Regions from separate parts of the Mus musculus genome. Here all the other regions are linked to region 4. The links are chromatin contacts, called in public ChIA-PET and promoter capture Hi-C maps. All regions are on one chromosome and are shown on one strand. Each heading gives the region's core, a stretch centred on a gene start, on an enhancer-like site or on the middle of the called end of the contact. The rest is flanking DNA. Distances are from core to core; before and after follow the strand shown. Region 1 has its middle 47 kb from the start of Gm33035. Region 2 overlaps Arid5b (AT rich interactive domain 5B (MRF1-like)). Region 3 has its middle 87 kb from the start of Gm32931. Region 4 holds the start of Cabcoco1 (ciliary associated calcium binding coiled-coil 1). Region 5 has its middle 19 kb from the start of Gm32931. Region 6 has its middle 50 kb from the start of Gm32931.

Evidence for each region. Promoter capture Hi-C pulls out the DNA fragments that hold promoters and counts their contacts. ChIA-PET counts read pairs in DNA pulled down with a chosen protein or histone mark.
Region 1: a promoter capture Hi-C map of the C10 cell line shows a contact between it and region 4. The contact joins the enhancer-like site here to the promoter of Cabcoco1 in region 4. A contact is called at or near these places in 9 of 39 promoter capture datasets (the 3T3-L1 cell line, 3T3-L1-derived adipocytes, the C10 cell line and 5 more) and 2 of 115 datasets of contacts at active chromatin or transcription factors (embryonic stem cells and large pre-B cells).
Region 2: a contact with region 4 is called in an RNA polymerase II ChIA-PET map of memory CD8 T cells, with 11 read pairs. The contact joins the enhancer-like site here to the promoter of Cabcoco1 in region 4. A contact is called at or near these places in 4 of 39 promoter capture datasets (the 3T3-L1 cell line, hippocampal neurons, liver and 1 more), 1 of 15 datasets of contacts at CTCF or cohesin (the NIH/3T3 cell line), 6 of 484 Hi-C or Micro-C datasets (CD4 T cells, embryonic fibroblasts, embryonic stem cells and 3 more) and 3 of 115 datasets of contacts at active chromatin or transcription factors (CD8 T cells, memory CD8 T cells and pancreatic cancer cells).
Region 3: a promoter capture Hi-C map of hippocampal neurons shows a contact between it and region 4, with 2.8 times the contacts expected there. The contact joins the enhancer-like site here to the promoter of Cabcoco1 in region 4. A contact is called at or near these places in 14 of 39 promoter capture datasets (the 3T3-L1 cell line, 3T3-L1-derived adipocytes, the C10 cell line and 7 more), 3 of 484 Hi-C or Micro-C datasets (cortical neurons, muscle stem cells and uterus), 1 of 115 datasets of contacts at active chromatin or transcription factors (large pre-B cells) and 2 of 9 other capture datasets (adipose tissue and macrophages).
Region 5: a promoter capture Hi-C map of pre-B cells shows a contact between it and region 4, with 2.3 times the contacts expected there. The contact joins the enhancer-like site here to the promoter of Cabcoco1 in region 4. A contact is called at or near these places in 7 of 39 promoter capture datasets (the 3T3-L1 cell line, 3T3-L1-derived adipocytes, the C10 cell line and 3 more) and 1 of 9 other capture datasets (liver).
Region 6: a promoter capture Hi-C map of liver shows a contact between it and region 4, with 2.1 times the contacts expected there. The contact joins the enhancer-like site here to the promoter of Cabcoco1 in region 4. A contact is called at or near these places in 5 of 39 promoter capture datasets (3T3-L1-derived adipocytes, cranial neural crest, liver and 2 more), 1 of 115 datasets of contacts at active chromatin or transcription factors (embryonic stem cells) and 1 of 9 other capture datasets (macrophages).

Annotation. Positions count from the first base shown.
Region 1 is chr10:68,985,982-68,988,789 of GRCm38.p6, reverse strand. No RefSeq gene overlaps it. Among named protein-coding and RNA genes, the nearest start is that of Gm33035, 47 kb to the left of the region's middle. Within about 2 kb of position 1,314, at least 10 of the 459 cell types and tissues checked have an H3K27ac peak or open chromatin away from gene starts, as enhancers often do.
Region 2 is chr10:68,153,305-68,156,004 of GRCm38.p6, reverse strand. All of the region lies in intron 4 of Arid5b (AT rich interactive domain 5B (MRF1-like)), which reads left to right. It overlaps Gm51770 (a long non-coding RNA gene), which reads right to left. Exons shown (of 3, transcript XR_003948901.1): 1 at 1-2,700. Among named protein-coding and RNA genes, the nearest start is that of Gm51770, 3.5 kb to the right of the region's middle. Within about 2 kb of position 1,439, at least 30 of the 459 cell types and tissues checked have an H3K27ac peak or open chromatin away from gene starts, as enhancers often do. A contact at or near this core is called in CD8 T cells and memory CD8 T cells, where this site is marked.
Region 3 is chr10:68,908,019-68,910,718 of GRCm38.p6, reverse strand. No RefSeq gene overlaps it. Among named protein-coding and RNA genes, the nearest start is that of Gm32931, 87 kb to the right of the region's middle. Within about 2 kb of position 1,363, at least 11 of the 459 cell types and tissues checked have an H3K27ac peak or open chromatin away from gene starts, as enhancers often do. A contact at or near this core is called in cortical neurons and hippocampal neurons, where this site is marked.
Region 4 is chr10:68,540,585-68,543,284 of GRCm38.p6, reverse strand. It overlaps Cabcoco1 (ciliary associated calcium binding coiled-coil 1), which reads left to right and starts at 1,410. Exons shown (of 8, transcript NM_028491.1): 1 at 1,410-1,538. The coding sequence starts at 1,428.
Region 5 is chr10:68,840,843-68,843,579 of GRCm38.p6, reverse strand. No RefSeq gene overlaps it. Among named protein-coding and RNA genes, the nearest start is that of Gm32931, 19 kb to the right of the region's middle. Within about 2 kb of position 1,304, at least 22 of the 459 cell types and tissues checked have an H3K27ac peak or open chromatin away from gene starts, as enhancers often do. A contact at or near this core is called in pre-B cells, where this site is marked.
Region 6 is chr10:68,871,063-68,873,762 of GRCm38.p6, reverse strand. No RefSeq gene overlaps it. Among named protein-coding and RNA genes, the nearest start is that of Gm32931, 50 kb to the right of the region's middle. Within about 2 kb of position 1,417, at least 4 of the 459 cell types and tissues checked have an H3K27ac peak or open chromatin away from gene starts, as enhancers often do. A contact at or near this core is called in liver, where this site is marked.

The DNA of each region.
Region 1 (2,808 bases), core at 65-2,564, 450 kb before region 4:
TGTTCTGCCCATATACATGTCTGTGCACCATGTGTGTGCCTGATGCTCACGGAGGCCACACAAGGGCATCAGCTGCTTGGCAGGTGCTGGAAACTGAACTCAGCAGCATGCTCTCTTAACCGCCGAGCCATCTCTCCAGCTCCTTCTGTTGATATTTAATGTGTTCTAAGGATGGCTTTTAAGATTCAGGATCTATCACTTGGGATCACAGTGAAAAATATTTGGGGGGGGGCAGAGGGGAGGGGAATCGGGCATTTTTTTAAAATTCTGAATCCATGTTTGGCCTTAGTTTGCAACCCCATGTCACTGAGATCTGTAAAATCTCATAAGAGTTACTACTTTACTTTGAACCTATTTTTAAAATGCCTTGTCTTTCTAATGCACATACTAGACCTCTGTAGCCCCTATATTAATATATGTGGAAGCATGGACACAGGTCGTAATAAAATGTGCCTAAAGCACCCAAAGGCCTCATTAACATGAGGACATCCATGGTAACACTGGTGAAGGGTAGAACTCTTGAACATCAATTCAAAGATGTCTCCCATAGCTTCTGGGAATGGTGGTACCAAGCTGGGAAGCCAAAAGGGCTGGGAAGGGCAACCAGTTCTGAATCTGGCTCTAATCTGAACAGTTTACATGCAGAGTTTTCAAAAGCAGACGTTTGCGGTGAAAATACTTAATACCCAACATTTCATGTTAAGTCTGCACGCTTTCCAAATAAGGTGTCCTCCGTACTTCTAAATTACCAAGTATGAAAGCCGTAATGTTCTGTGCTCCCGAGGGGCAGAGAGTAATTCAGACATGAAGTCATTTTAATAGAAATCATTCCTCTTTTCTTGGCAAGAGAAGAATTTCAGTAGATTTTTTTTTTTTCAAAATTACCAAATACCCTTTCCCGGAGGATCCGTGCTGGCTCTTAGCATGTTTCTCATTTCATTTAACACAAATATTTTGATCCTCTGGGGGCAATCTACTCAGTTACAGTGTCTGCATCACTGTCTCCCAAAGATAAATGAGGTGCTTTCCTTCAAAACGGACACAGAAGAGGTAAGGAAAATGATCATAACCCTAAGAAGAAATTTCTAAAAAGAAACCCCTCTGCCCGAGCCCTGCAGATGGGAAACGGCTCCATCTCTAAGCCATTGTCTTCAGGGGCTGTTTGCAAATAGGAAGATTTTCTCCCTGAACATCTGCTCGAGGGCAGGAGAAGGCAACTGTGCAAGGTGATGGCGCCCTGCTCTTCCCCAGGTCAAAGGTGGTATTATCTTCCTGGGTTGCTGGGTGAAGAGGGATCTGGAAGCTGAGTCTGGACTTAACGACAAAGGGCTCTTGGGTTGAGCAAGCAACTCTGTTCCAGAGTGGTCAGAGAGAGTGCCCTTCACTTGATTCCTTGAACTGGACCTGACTCCATCCAAACTAGCACACTCCGTTTTACAAATGATTTCTATTTGCATTTTGTGCTTATGGGTGTTTTATCTGCCTGTGACTTTGTATAGCACATGCACGCCTGGTGTGCTTGGAGGCCAGAAGAAGGCTTCAGAATCCCTTTGACTACAGTCACAGATGGTTATGAGCTGGAATGTGAGTGCGGGACTTGAACCCGGTTCCTCTGAATATGAGCAGCCAGTGTGTTTAATCAGTGAGTCATCTCTCCAGTCTGGCTAGCATATTTCTAAATAATATACAGCTTATTATCAGTGTCTATCCAGAAACATCCTCAGCTCCCAAGATCTGAAACAGAATATTTAGATCTGTCATTAAAAATGCTAATTCATCCCTCTGAAAATTCCAGAGGAGTTTCCCATGTTTCTACATAACAAATCAGTTGTGTGACAAGGTGTAAATGGGTTATATTATGACATATTGGCCAGCGAGCCTGCAGAAAACTCCAGATTTGAGGGAGTTAATTCAGTGGTGACAATGTCAGGGACCATGAAGTTCTAAGAACTTTCTGGAAGTAGGTAGGTATTTCTGTTCATCAAAGTAGAAATGTTTCTGTTCTTTAGCTGTTTATGGTTCCATTGTCAATGTCAGCATGTGGACATGTGTGTCTCTGTGTGTGTGTAGATGTGCATGTGTGTGTAGGTGTGCATATTTGTGTGCTTGTGTGTGTGTATGTTTGTGTGCATATATGCATATATGTGTGTGCATGTGTGTATGTGTGTGTCTGTGTATCTGTGTGTGTATAGGTGTGCATATGTGTGTATGTGTGTGTCTGTGTATGTGTGTGTGTGCAGTGAGTGCATATGAGTGTATACAGGCATATGTGTATTGTAAAAGGCTTTTTTTTTAAAAGTGGAAGGCGCTAAACCAGCTTTCAATTAGACCCATCTTCAAATACATTTGCTTTCAAAGTCTCTCCCATAGTCCCCCAACATCCTAACCTTAAGCACTGGGTCTTGGATATCTATATTTGAATTAAAATTCTAGACTGTCAAAACAGGAGGCCACATACCATGGGTATCTTTTCATCGTTTTACCCTAGGATGATCACAGTGTCTGACATATAGGGATCAATAAATATTTTGGTCCCAGCAGTCTAGAAGGTGAGCAGAGCCAGGGATGGCTTCACCTGGGCTCTTCAGCTCTGCTCCAGCCACACAACATGGACTCATGTCTGCTATAAAGGTGCAAGGTCAGAAGAGCCCTAATGTACCAGCAGCCCACTGTCACGGTGGCCTTCGGGATGCTCCGATTTTCATTACCCGAGGAATCCACATCTCTGGGAAAGATAATTGCCCCATGTTTTTACCTGAAGTTACTGGCCCTTTTGGAGGACAGGAAAAGCTGCTCTCTAAAACTAAC
Region 2 (2,700 bases), core at 190-2,689, 390 kb after region 4:
CAAGCTACATCTTGCTCCATCCCTTATCTGTCATCTTGAGTCTCCCTTCTGTAGGCCTGTGATATGAGGCTCCTCACTAGCTGATGTGTTTATCTTGCAGTAAGAGGACAGAGGTGCCTCCCTTGGGTTCTGTAGAGCCTGGAAAGTTGGGACCTCTGTTTAGATCTTAATGTATGTTGTCCTCCATCAGGCTAGAACCTGTACATGCATGCTTCCTAAAAAAGAAACTCACTCATCTGACCCACCAGACTGGTGGTGACTTCTTTCTTCCTGCAGACTTTAATTGGAGCATCGCTCTTCCTAGATCTCTTCCCCTATGACTCCATGAGGTCAGTGTCTCTGTGACACTCCAAGAACCCTTACTGGTCCCTTTATACAACTCTCACAATCTCACTAGAGATATATTGGGATGCTTGATATCCTTTGCGTGTAGCTCACTGATCCAAGCTAGCAGTGAATAAACTGAGCTTAATCTATCTTAAATTCACAGAGGAACTGTATAGGAAGTATACGCCAGTTGCCCTTGCGGTCTGCTTTAAATAAGGCCCCGCTTGCTTGCATATCAAGCCAGGCTGCTGTGTAGAGTGAAGAAGCACAGAGCGAGAGCTGAAGAAGACGCATACATACCTTTAATCCCAGCTTTTGTGAGGTAGAGGCAGGAGGATCACTTCAAGTTTGAGGCACGTTCCAGGCTGGCTAGGGACCTAGCAAAACCTTGTCTCAAAGCCAGAAAAGAATAAAGAGGAAGATGGCAGAGCCAAGGCAGTAACTGACGACTGCTTGTGGGTCTGAGGTGGGTTCACTGACCGTTGCCTCTTGCTCCTAGTGTCTGTGTCTCGGGTTCCTCCTCTTTAGCATTATTAACCATAGCAATTGGCAATACCCAGCTACCGAGTATACTACAAGAGGACTTAGATGGCGAAGTGCCTAACATCCGACACCTACAGAGGATTACAACGCCTCCCATGTTTGGCATGGACAGAGAGGGCGAGGGTCTATCTTTCCAGAATATTCCAGAGCTCGGATGCTCTCACCTTCAGTTTAATTCCTTCTTCCCCTCAGCCCTCCCCAATCCTTACACACAGACTGTTCTCTATTCCAGGGAACCCATGGCCTCTCTCACTCTCTGTGGCTGTCACAAGCAATAGTGAAATTGGAGATTATACTTCTTTATGCATGCTCTTCCCCAATAACTTATAACCTCCTGTTGTGTGTCAGGCTTAATTATCCTCAGTGTTTTTCTCCAAAGTAATTTCTCAGGGAAAGACAAAACCAAGACAAGAGAGTAGTCGTGAACAGTGTAAATGGCGTGTAAGGCCTGAGACCTAGGAGTCAGAAAAGCAACCAGAAGATTGGCTAGTGATTATGTGGCTGACACCGATCAGAGCCCCGAATCTCTTGTACATGAGGAAATGATCACCCACGTGAGCCCGATAGTAAAAAGGATACGAGATTGATGAGTCAAGCCAACCCATCCTCCATGGCTTCACCACTTAATATTAGCAGATGACTGAGATCTGCTTGTCACAGACCCCTGGCTTTGCTCAGTTTTAAATACTTGGCTTTGATTTATAGAAGGTTTTGTGGCCAGTCATGACATCAGAATGTAAAAAAAAAAAAAAAAGAAAAGAAAAGAAAGAAAGAAAGGAGAAAGAGAAAAAAGAAAAAAGAAAAAGAAAACAGTAAGTGTATGGGGGGGAGGGGCTTGCTGTAAAATAAAATGTACATTTACTGGTAAGAAGCAGAGAACATTTGGCATCAGCGGAAAAGCTGAGTCTTTGATGTGGAAAATAGAAAAGTTCTTTTTGTTTCCATTCGGGTCGGAGGGAGAGATGATCGCTCTGTGATAAGTCCAGTGGGTTCTGAAGCTCAGTGTAACAATTGATGAGCCACAAGTTGTCCTGCCCGGAGGATGTACCACGATGAAACACACATGTGTGGACGAAGTGTGGGAAGAGAGGCGCCACGATGCAGGAAAAACAGAGTGGACTCAATAAGAGGAGTCCCCCTGCCTCTCTGTATGAGGCTTTGTTTTGTAACGAGGCTACTTACGTGTATATGGTGTGTATGAGCAAAGGAGCTGAGGAGAAAGACACAGAGGTGGAGAATGGTCCTTTTTTTTTTTTTTTCTTTGTGACTTCTATTATCCTGTGACAGCCTGCAGCCACCCTATTCTGGACGGGGATCTAAGAAGTAAATGTCCTATTTTAAGTGTGGTAGGGTCCTCGGTTTTAAACAATTTCTCCCTGTTTGGTTTTGTTTTAATGTTCGCACAATTAATGCCTCTCGCGTGTATTCAACAATAGTTGCCTAGCAACCATCAAGCAGTCTATTTAGAAGGCAAAGGGTCTAAAATTGAATGAAGAGAGAACATGACTCAAGCTGCAGCAGAAACAAATGAGTTTCTGATACCAGTTTCAAATCGTAGCCCCCAGCAGCTGAGCAAGGGGCCATCTGGTCTGGCACCTGTAGAGGAGACACACGCAAATGGCCTGTATATCTTGGACACTTGCAGATGGGAAGATAGACATTACCAGAAGGTTCTCTGGATGTCAGTTAGACTATGTTTTCTTCCTTCAAGCAATCTGCCTATGTAATCCCTAATGGATGGGTGTGTGTGTACAATTAAAACTGTCATCTCCAAGGGGTCTAGAACTACCTAAGGGACAAACATTACAAGATGACCATGATGACTGTGAA
Region 3 (2,700 bases), core at 114-2,613, 370 kb before region 4:
TTTTGTTTGTTTGTTTGTTTTTAAAAAGGATCTAGAACTAAGAGACAGGCCCTCAAAAGACTTCTTTACTCTGATAGATGACTTTGTCCCTGCAGCCATCTCTGGCCACTTTCTGTAGGTGAGTGACACATTTGCTCCCTCTAGGATGAGCAATACACTGTGTGTGTGTGTGCATGTGCGTGTGTGTAATATGACTTGCTTGGGTGTAAATGAACTAGCAACTTATGCTGGGCACTTCTGAGGAGCTGTTGAGTATCTACAATTGGTTTTCTTCCTGCATCCAGAATTTGCAAAAGGGTTTCCCTGGCATCATGAATGTCAGCTCACCTGGATAGTGGTATACACACACACACACACACACACACACACACACACATACATACATACATACATAATATCTGGAAAGCAACTTCATATTTTCCATACACTTACATATATACATACACATTACATGTACATATACATGTATGTGTATAAATATATGTGTATACATGTATATATATCACTCTATATGTATATACATTACCCTACACACACATACATATATATACACATGTATATATACAGACACAGATATACATATACATAAAGATATCCATCCTGATCTACTCTTCCTACAATTTTCGACCCCCCAGATATTACTGGCTTCAGTCTCACACATGTTCCCTCATCTGAAAAGCAAAGGTGGCAATGTTCAGAGAGCCCTTGAAAGACACAGATTCACATGTGTTGAATCTTTCTCCTGAGAGTAGAAACATGACTCTTGTTTGATACTGTGAAGCTCACAGCTGTTCCTCTCTGAGAAGACATTAAGGGATATCTAAATACATAATTTGTATTTCATACAGCTAAGTTGTCTGTCTCAGGCACTGTGAATCTTTAACTATTTTAAATCAAGATTGAAATAGGCTTTCAAATATCTAGGAAGCTTTGCCCTTAAGTAAAAGGACCTTGAGACAAAAAAAAAATCCATTTGCATAATGCTTTTAATTTTTTCAAAGCCTCTTTCAAATCTATTATTTTACTTGATCCTCACAACAGCTCTGTGAAACCATTCACTTTAAAGACACAGACTTGAAAGCAGAGAACATTTAAAACAGTTCAAAAAAAAAAATCCGTGGTAAAAAAAAAAAATCACAAAGAAATTCCCAGAGCATCCATATCATGGCTCTAACCTAAACTGTATTTACTGCAAATTGTATTGACTCGAGAGATGGCAGCGTGTAAATAGTTTCTCTTCTCCAAACCACATTCAAACTGCAGTTGTTATGAATACAAAAGAGCTTTTCTGAGGAGGAAAAGAACTAGAATCTCGCTGCATTAAGAGAGCGGGCTGGTATGTGGATGAGTAGTCAGCCTGGAAGTGGAAGGTTTCTGCATGACGAGCTTCGCCCTGCCTGCCTGCACTGGGGGATGGATTTACATATATTGACTCCATCCAGCGTATGAATAACGATCAATTTTCTTGATCTAGTCTATTCTGTCAATCTGTGCTCTCGCTAGCAAATGAGGAGATGTTGCTGTCAGCCAGAAATAGAGTTTCCTGGGCTTATGTGTGCTTTTAAGAGCTCTTTTCTACTTAATTAAAAGATACATACGGTGATTGACAGAGAACAGCAGGCTACTCGGAGCTACAAAATTTGCTACATATATATAGATGGGTTCCTGGAAGCAGAATCATGAACGATGCCTGAATGCTTGTAAAGGCAGACATTACCAAGTACAGTCAACTTCAAATGTCAGTTTTATTAATTGCAGAATAAAATCAAATGAATAAATACAATTTGTCAGATGTGGCCAGTAAAAGCATCCTCTCTCAGGAGCTGCAAATTACTCCAGGTAACAATATGCAAACGTGCCAGAAAAAAAATGAAGAAAAACGCTAGTTTTTGGTTCAACATATTAACACGTCTTTGCAGCTTCGGTCATCCCTGCCTCTAAGCAGTACTGGAGTTGGACATGGGGTCAGATAATGCAAGTAAGTAATGCATTCTCACCATGGGTAGCAGGAGAACCCTAAACATCTGCCAACTTGTCAACCCCATCAAATTCCCTTTGCCTCAGATGTGTTGGTGAACAGTGGACCCAGGACACTCCTAGATTAAATATATATATATATATATATATATATATATATATATATATATATATATATATATTTTTTTTTTTTTTTTTTTTGTAGAGCTACACGAGACAGGTAATTAACCGAATGCAACCACTAGGGGGCGCATTGATGCAGTTTTACAGCTCCCTTTTCTTGCTTTCAAGCATTTGGGTGAACAGAGATGCTGAATCTGTGCGAATGGGATGTATACAGTCATCTCTCGGTACCCATGCAGACTGATTTCAGGGCACATGCATAGCTGTATTAGAGGATGCTACAGTCTTGTATAGGCAGTGGTAAGGGTTTGTGTATAACCTGTACACATTATTCCTTATACTGCAAGGATGTGTGTGTGTGTGTGTGTGTGTGTGTGTGTGTGTGTGTGCGCGCGCGCGCGTGCATGTGTGTGTGTTCATAGATATCACATGTGTGCATGTATGTGTAAAGTCCAAAACAGGGTGACGGATTCCCTGGACCTGGAGTCGTGATCTTTCTGATATGGGTTCCAGGAATGAAACTTGGCTCCTCAACATCTCTTAGCCACTGAACCATCTCTCCAGACCCCTTTGCCGCATTTTAAATCGTCTCTAGACAAC
Region 4 (2,700 bases), core at 161-2,660:
CATTCCATTTCTTTGGAGTAAAGATCAAAAGGAAAAAAAAAAGAGAGAGAAAAATATTAAACACTTTAATGAGTTTGGAAGTTGGTGGCTCATAGTAAGTCTGGCAATAACTATGAATTGACTGTATTTTCACTAATTGAACACATTCTAAAATCCTTTTAAAGTGGGGTTAAAAGTCATAGCCATGTTGTTGAGTTAATACTTTGTACTGAGAACTCAGTCAGTCCCTCGAAGAGTAAAAATTCCAAGGAAAAGCGACATTACAACCTGCTTGAAGAGATGGAATGTCTGTGAATTAAGCTACAGATGACTCTTGAATAGAGGTGGGCTATACCAGGATTTGGGTTGTTTAAACTACGAAAACACTTGAGGGACAGACATGGTTATAAAGCTACGTACAAGAACATGTTAAATTTTCTCTGAAAGGCAACTGGAGAGAAGCATTCTGATTTGGTAAGCTGGTGGCTTTGCACAGCATGTATCCAGCCAGGAAAGTTTAACACAGACACCAGCACTGTGAACACTAGGAGGTGACAAGATCCCCTGAACATTTCTAATACAATAATCGGTTTGATCTCTTTGGAAAGCTTTGAAGCCGTTAGGGGTTGGGATTTTGTTGTATGCGTGGAGGAACCGACCCCGTAGTGTATGGATTTGACAGTAAGCGTCTTGCGTGGGTAGCAGCCTCCAAGCAGGTAAATGTATGGTGCATCCCGCAGCCAAAGGAAGCATTGAATAACCAAAAAATATCCAAATATGTAGGATCGGGCTTGTAGCTCAGTGGTTAAGGTGTTTACCCAGGACTCGGGTGACACTGGGTTCAGTGTGTGCTTGCATAAATTGGGTATGGTGCCCTTGATTGTAAGCTCTTGGGAGCTGGAGGTAGGAGGTCAGCAATTCAAGATCCTCTTCAGCCTGGGCTACCAAGGTGGAGTGGGTGGAGGGAGGCTCTTCATACTCCCAATCTAATACCTCCTTGTTTAGAGTCTTTGTATTATGGAAATTTCAAACAGTTGCTAGAGGAGACAGTGTTCTAACCCCACCTCTTCCGCAATTTTAATTCACAAGTCCATTTGCCTCTCTCGGTATTTTGAAGTAAGTTGCAGATTGCCCCTTCCATCACTAGCTAAATATACACCTCTAAAATTAGAGTCAGTTTTTCCTACTGAAGACCACAATGCCACGGATCAGACTTTTAAACGTTATAAAAATTGCTTAAGATCAACCATTAAGAGCCAGAGCCCCCAAATCGCTTATCGTCTCCCTTTTAGAGTTAGCTTTCTGTGTCAACTCCAGAATTGCTTCTGAAGTAAATTTCTCAGTTTCCACTGTAATTCGAGCAGCAGGTGGCCTCACGGGCTCCCGTGAGTGGGCGGGGCCTGAGCTTCGGTTAGGCGTCACTGCCTCCCACCACGGTTGCCTTGGCGATGAAGGCTGCTTCCTCTAAAGAAAACGTGTCAGGGTCGTCCACAGGATTGACCTCCTGGGCGTTGACCACCCCTGGGGTGTCGCCAGTAGGCAGCACTTCTGACTCTGAGGTATGTGTCCCTTTCCGGGAAGTCCAGTACCGGGTCCTTGGCTAACACCAAGGTCACTCAAGGTCAAGGTCAGAGCTGCCTGGGACTCAAGCGGTAAAGGCTTGCAAGCTGATCCTTGGGGCAGAGGTCTCCAGGACCCCTGAAGCTCACACAGACCCTGTGAGCTTACTCTGGAAAGTTCCAGGCTCACGCAGCCTCACAGATATGCAAATCTTTAACTGGAAAAACAAAAAGTAATCTCTGATCTTAAAGGGGACCCGTCCCTTTTTGCAAGTGCCATTGATTGACTGGGAAGATCAACAACTGTTCAAAGGGTGTTAAAGATTGCTGCTTTCTGAGTGAGTCATGGTTAGTTTCTGTTGTCACCTGTCCCTGTCCCAGGAGACAAGACCAAACACCCTGAGCTGAGAGTCTGTTCTCTGCCCCTGGCCTCATGGCTCATAGTGAATTTGTCCCTGGTACTCCAGGGACCTCTTGGGTAACACAAGGTCATCTACCACCCCCTCCTAGCACCAGCTATCAATGTGTGTGGAGCATTAACTCATCGTGACCCTAGACTTAATGCTTAAAGGGTTATTACTATTGCATTTTCACTTATTTGTGGGTGGGTGGATGAAAGTCCCAGTCCCAGTGCTCAGTGTGGAAGTCAGAGGACCACTTGATGGTTGTCCATATGCGTCCTAGTGATGAAGGTCAGGTGTTCAGTTTTGGCAGAAGGTGCTGCACTCCTTGCTAAGAATTTAACCGCAAGTGCATCAGCTAAGCCATCTTTTTTTTTTTTTTACTGTTTAAATCTCCTCACTGAGTCTATCAAGTACAGTTTCCATGAGGTTATTTTTTCCCTTCCTTTTTTTTTTTAAAGACTCTGAGGAGTGAATAATGAAGTGTTAATTAACACAGCTTTGTTCAGCTTCCATATTAGTCCAAACAACAACAGTCTTTGTGAAGAAGATAAGTATTTCGCTGCAGACTCAGCAGTCAGGAAGCACAAAGCCAGTAATTTCATGCCTTCCTCTTCAACAAGGGAGCAAGCAAGCCAGTCCCACTCCACCCCCTCCAAGTCCCCCAGTACTGCAGGCAGACCGCTAAGCCTGCAGGGTCTCCCATGAGCCTTTCTAAATAAAATTAGCATACATTAAATGCACATTTTAACATGATAAAC
Region 5 (2,737 bases), core at 55-2,554, 300 kb before region 4:
GAAAGTGAAGAGTTTAGGCGTCGTTTTGTGGTCACACTGTGCGCTTTTGAAAACATGAGAATACAATTAATAATAAATTATAATAAAGTGTTTATTTACACTTTATGCTATGTGTTGTATAGCTTCCCTGTATGCTTAAAATATACTCACATATATTTGTGATCATAAATATACATTACATATAGCTAAGTCCATGCCTACAACACAAACGTATTCCTAACAGCGAGCACTCACAGTGTCCATGTGTTTTATTTTATAAATGAGAATAGTAATATTCTCTGCCCCATCCTAAGCCCTTTCCATTTATGTCCTTTTTCTCTTCAGTTCTTAAAATATCAAGTCTGTATGTTTTGGATTAACATGAAATGTCTCTTTCTGTTAATAATCAGAATTAATCTCAAGCAACGCAAAGATAAGGGTTCCTTTTGAAATGTGCCTCAGAGATCCCAGCAGTGCCTGGTAACACTCAACCCTTCATTAAATATCCTATTATCTATTTATCAAATAATACCTCTGCTCATACCAGGCTTCACAATAACTTACTCTCACATTCTAGCTAGAATATATTGTCAAATGAAACTGGTATGTTTGTGCCTCCTGACTAGTTTCTGCTATGGCATAAGTACATTATAAAAAAATTATAGACTCTGGGGGTTTTGTTTGTTTGTTTGTTGTTTTTGAAACAAGGAATACATTTTTGATTTACAGTCCAGCTTAATTTCATGATTTAAAAATGGATGCAGAAGCTGATCCTAACACCATAGGTTAAAATAACCAATATCTACAGTACTGCCTTACAGATATCCCAGTTGTGTTTCTATTCCTGGCAACTTAGTAGTGACTTACTCTGAGGATGTAGGACATTATTCCATTTGCTGTTTCTCCAAACCTATAATCTGGGCAGACATTTGTAATAACTGTTTTTCTTAATGTCCCGCTGAACTGAGAAAGTTTTTTTTTTTCCTCCTTAAGTCAGGAAGGAAGGAAGGCTTATTTCAAGTCAACACTGATAGTAACAATTGCTGGACAGACTTCAGTTTTCTAAAAATAGGAGGGCACCAGTTCCTCCCACTGCAGAAAGATTCTGATGTCAGCGGTGGCAGGAAATGCAACCCGAGCGGAGAGAAAACACCCGTGGGGTTCCGTAACCCACCAGAGTCATTGTCATCTTCTGCATGTAAATTGTATAAATCTCCCAACAATATAATCCTCGGGATATGGCAGATGATTGGCGGACTGCAAAGCTTTTCCTTTAGGCTCAAACAGTTCTTTGATACAAAACAATATTTTTCATTACAAAGGCAACTGTTGATAGCCAGTAGGCCCTGATAGTCCCATGTGGGCAGCTCAAGAAGTGTGCTGCCTTACACAACACAGGATTGCTTTTCATGCGACGGAGACCATTTGTGCAATTGAGAACCCATTCAGAAAGCCCAGTGATAGACGGGCCTTTTAAAATTCCAAGATGTAAATGCATTGAAGTGCATTATCAGACCGGCTTTTCACAAAACACCCCTAGGAGGATAATTTAATGTATACATTCAGCCGTCATTGTATTTGTGTTTCTGGCAATAATTCATTTCTCCTATTTCCCAATAGTTCCTTTTTTTTTTCTTCAGAAAACCTCAGCTATGTCTCAAATGAAACAAAGGCAGGAGGCAACCCCAAATTTCGGTTTTTAGCATCATCTCAATTACTGTTTCTCAGGGCCCCCCTCTCCCCCTCTTTTTTACAAGAGATTTGCAAATAACATATAGGGCAGTGAGATTATAAAAGACCACATAGCCCATTGCCCCTCCCCCCCCCCGCCCTCGGGCAAAAGTACCAGGGAAATGGAATTATTTTTTTCAAGTGAATATTGCACATCATCTTTTTGTTGTCTTCTAGGGTGAATTTATTTTACATGAGATGAAGCTTCTCCTGCATTTTCATGTTATTTTCAGTAATGCTTTTCCAGGACACTACAGGCCAGCGAGAGATCATTAGAATATAGAATTAGAATTTAGAATGTATTGACGAGGCGGGGGATGGGGTGGGCAGGGCACAACGTGTAACAGGTTGCAACAAAATGAACTAGGAAAAAAACGAACCCAGGACTAAACCATTCAGCGTTAGCGTTCACCACGAGGCGAGCTATCCTCCAATGAAGCAGCAGACAAAGGTTCTAAGAATTCCACCCTCTACACCGAGTGATCATGGGTTGAGAGGGAGAAAAAAAAAATCAATCTTTATATTGTGTCAAGAGCAATGTCTAATGAATCCCTACAAAAATATCGACAGCCATGCAATTAAAATAACTTAAAGTTCAATGATCATCTTGAGGCATTGCTCCATCAATTCTTATAAAATAAAAAAAAGAAAGAAAGAAAGTAAAGCTTATTTAACTAGGTCTTGGCGTCTGTGGAGAATTAGATCATGTTGAGAGACTAATGTGGGAATTCAATAGTGTATTTTTTTCTCCCTCCATAGTGAGTCACTGTGCTACCTGCAAGCCGTAATCTGATTTCTTTTTAATTTCTGTGGAAAATAAGATTACTAAAGTAGAGGAACCAGAAAAACTACTGTTATTATTGTTCCCAAAACAAAACAAACAAACAAATCCCACTGGCAGTGACTGAGAAACATCTATTCATCCATATCTCAGAACCACAAAATCCCCATTTTAAGTTAAAAGGTGTACTTTTCTCTGGGTTGGAAGGCACCCAAGCTTTCTAATGTGAAAACGAGATTTCAAATG
Region 6 (2,700 bases), core at 168-2,667, 330 kb before region 4:
TACAGGCCATTAGTCCGCCTCCACTTTCATGCAGTCTCTGGAGACGCTGCCTGTGCCCTGGACCACTCCCTGTCTGACCCTACTTACCCTTGGTGGGGTTGGAGGTGTGGCAGTATGGAATTAACCTAGGCTCCAGGAGCAGGTGAGAAAATTGCATTGCAAGTTCCTTTAATATTCACCACCTGCGCTTCATTGGTCACAAGAAAGCAGAGCTTCTAAACAGCCGTTCCTGATTGGCTGACATTGTCTATGTCAGCAATCCTTGATCTCTCAGGCAGTCCTCAATTAGGTCCTCCTGTAGGAGCTGCCTTTGCAGCTTGCTGCACGGCCCCAGGGCATTTATGCACAGGTGAGTCGTAGTTCCTTCTTCATGGAGATGCAGGCTACATAAGGACTTGCACATGCGCTTTGGTGTAAAGTTGACTCAAGCGCCGTTCGTGTGCCGTTGTCCTCTACAGGTTCACCGTTGAGCAGTTGACCCCCAGTGGTAGCAGCATTTAGGGGAGCCATGGAAAATCAAGGAGGTGGGGGCATAACCAGAGGTCATAGGTCACTTGTGGGACACGTCTTAGGGATCTTGCTGACTTCCAGTATGATCTCTTTGCATCTTGTCCTCTGGAGGTATAAAGACCCCCAGCTATGGACAGGACCCCTCCTGCCTTCGTATATGTGGGCACACATTCGCCACCAAGGAACTCTGAGCAAAATACAGTTTTCCTCTCTGTCACAGTGATGAGAAGAATAATGTCTGCTGTTGGCTGTGTTGACAGCTGGTGTTCTGGTTAATGTTTCTAATTCATGTCTTTTCGCACCATTAAAGTGGGGCAAAGTTATGTTTTGTAAAAGAGATGGTTCTCAACCTGTGGGTTGTGACTTTTTTGAGGTGACCAATCCTTTCACAAGGGTCGAGTATTGGATATCCTGAATATCAGATATTTATATTACCATTCATAACAGCAGCAAAATTATAGCTATGACGCAGTGACAAAAATAATTTTATGGCTGTGGGTCACCACAACATGAGGAACTATTTTAAAGGGCCAAAATATTAGGAAAGTTATCCAACACGGTGTTAAAGAGTTGTTATATCAAATAAGACAGGATTTCCAATGCTAAGCACAAGGACTTGCACACAGTAGGTGTGCACGCAACACATTTAGGATGTCAGAGCAAATGCAGTTTCCTTTAGACGCTCTCTGACTGGCTGGTAAGATGACCTTGGTCACTCTGGCTCCCTTCAGTATATACCAATTCAATTCACAGCACTTAAGTACATATGTGATATTTAATAAGCTTCTCTTAAGTTTGTATAATTTCCTCAATTAACTATAACACTGCCCAGTGCAGAGCCATGTTATTCTATCTTAGGCTAACTGCCTTACTCAGCATTCAGCACACAGCTCATGATGGATGTTCGTGGACTGATTGATTAGAAACTTGGCAACACTGTATTCTTTCAGTTTCCTAATGAGCTGAAGCTTTCATAAGCTGGCTGATAATATTGAACGCACTGAGAATGTTGCAACCAGCGAGTAGGGGCAAAAATATTCAAATACAGGACCAGAGAAACGGCTCAGCAGTTAAGACTGTATACTGCTCTTGCAGAGGACTGGGGTGGGCTTCCCAGGACCAATATAGGGTGGCTTACAACTGCCTTTTACCCCAACTCTTCTTGGGGCTCTGATACCCTAACTTCTTCATGGTGCACATGGGGGTACTCAAATGTGCACACACACAGACAAATGTAAATAAAAATCAAAGCTTTATATATGTAAGTATATATACATATATATATATATATATATATGTATATATATATATATACACACACACATATTTTTATGTATACACACACATATAGATGTGTGTGTGTATGTGTGTGTATGCACATATATATGAAGATTAGGTGGCATTACAATAATGTGGACACTATCAATAGCAAGTCTCACATTTCGTCTTTGTCACCTCTCAGGTCAAATATTAAAGAGCCAATACCAGGTAATTAACTCATCTGAAGCAAAGTTCTTGCTCTGTCTTCTCCATTCCCCATCATACCATGCAACAGACAAAGCTCCCACTTCAATACTAGCGACTTGACTCTTCAAGCCCCAGAAGCCCAGACAGGGGAACCACATTTTTTTTTAATGACCAGTAACACTTATTCCATCCATCCATAGATTCATTGGTTCATCAATAATATTCACCAGGGAGCCACCAAACACATGTGACTCAAGTGATTCCCTGTGTCCGTCAAGAGTCCCTGACGACTGAGCTGACAAACTTGTGGCTAGGACTGATGGCCGCCTCAGGTTGTGGGTGGACATCCAAGTCCTGTGCATTTTCTCTTGAAGCCCCTCTGCTCTCCTTCTGCCTCTTGAGTTGATGGAGAGTTTGTCAACCGTGTCTCATCCAACCCACCCTCTCTAGAAGATCAGGTTTGAAGGACGGCCTTCTCACTCAACATTCAACGCCTCCAAAGCAAACTCCAGTACTTGATTCAAACATCAGGAATGGCTAGAAAGACCTTTACCATCTAGTGATTGCCATATCCAGAGATCCATCCCATGATCAGCTTCCAAACGCTGACACCATTGCATACACTAGCAAAATTTTGCTGAAAGGACCCAGATATAGCTGTCTCTTGTGAGACTATGCCAGGGCCTAGCAAACACAGAAGTGGATGCTCACAGTCAGCTATTG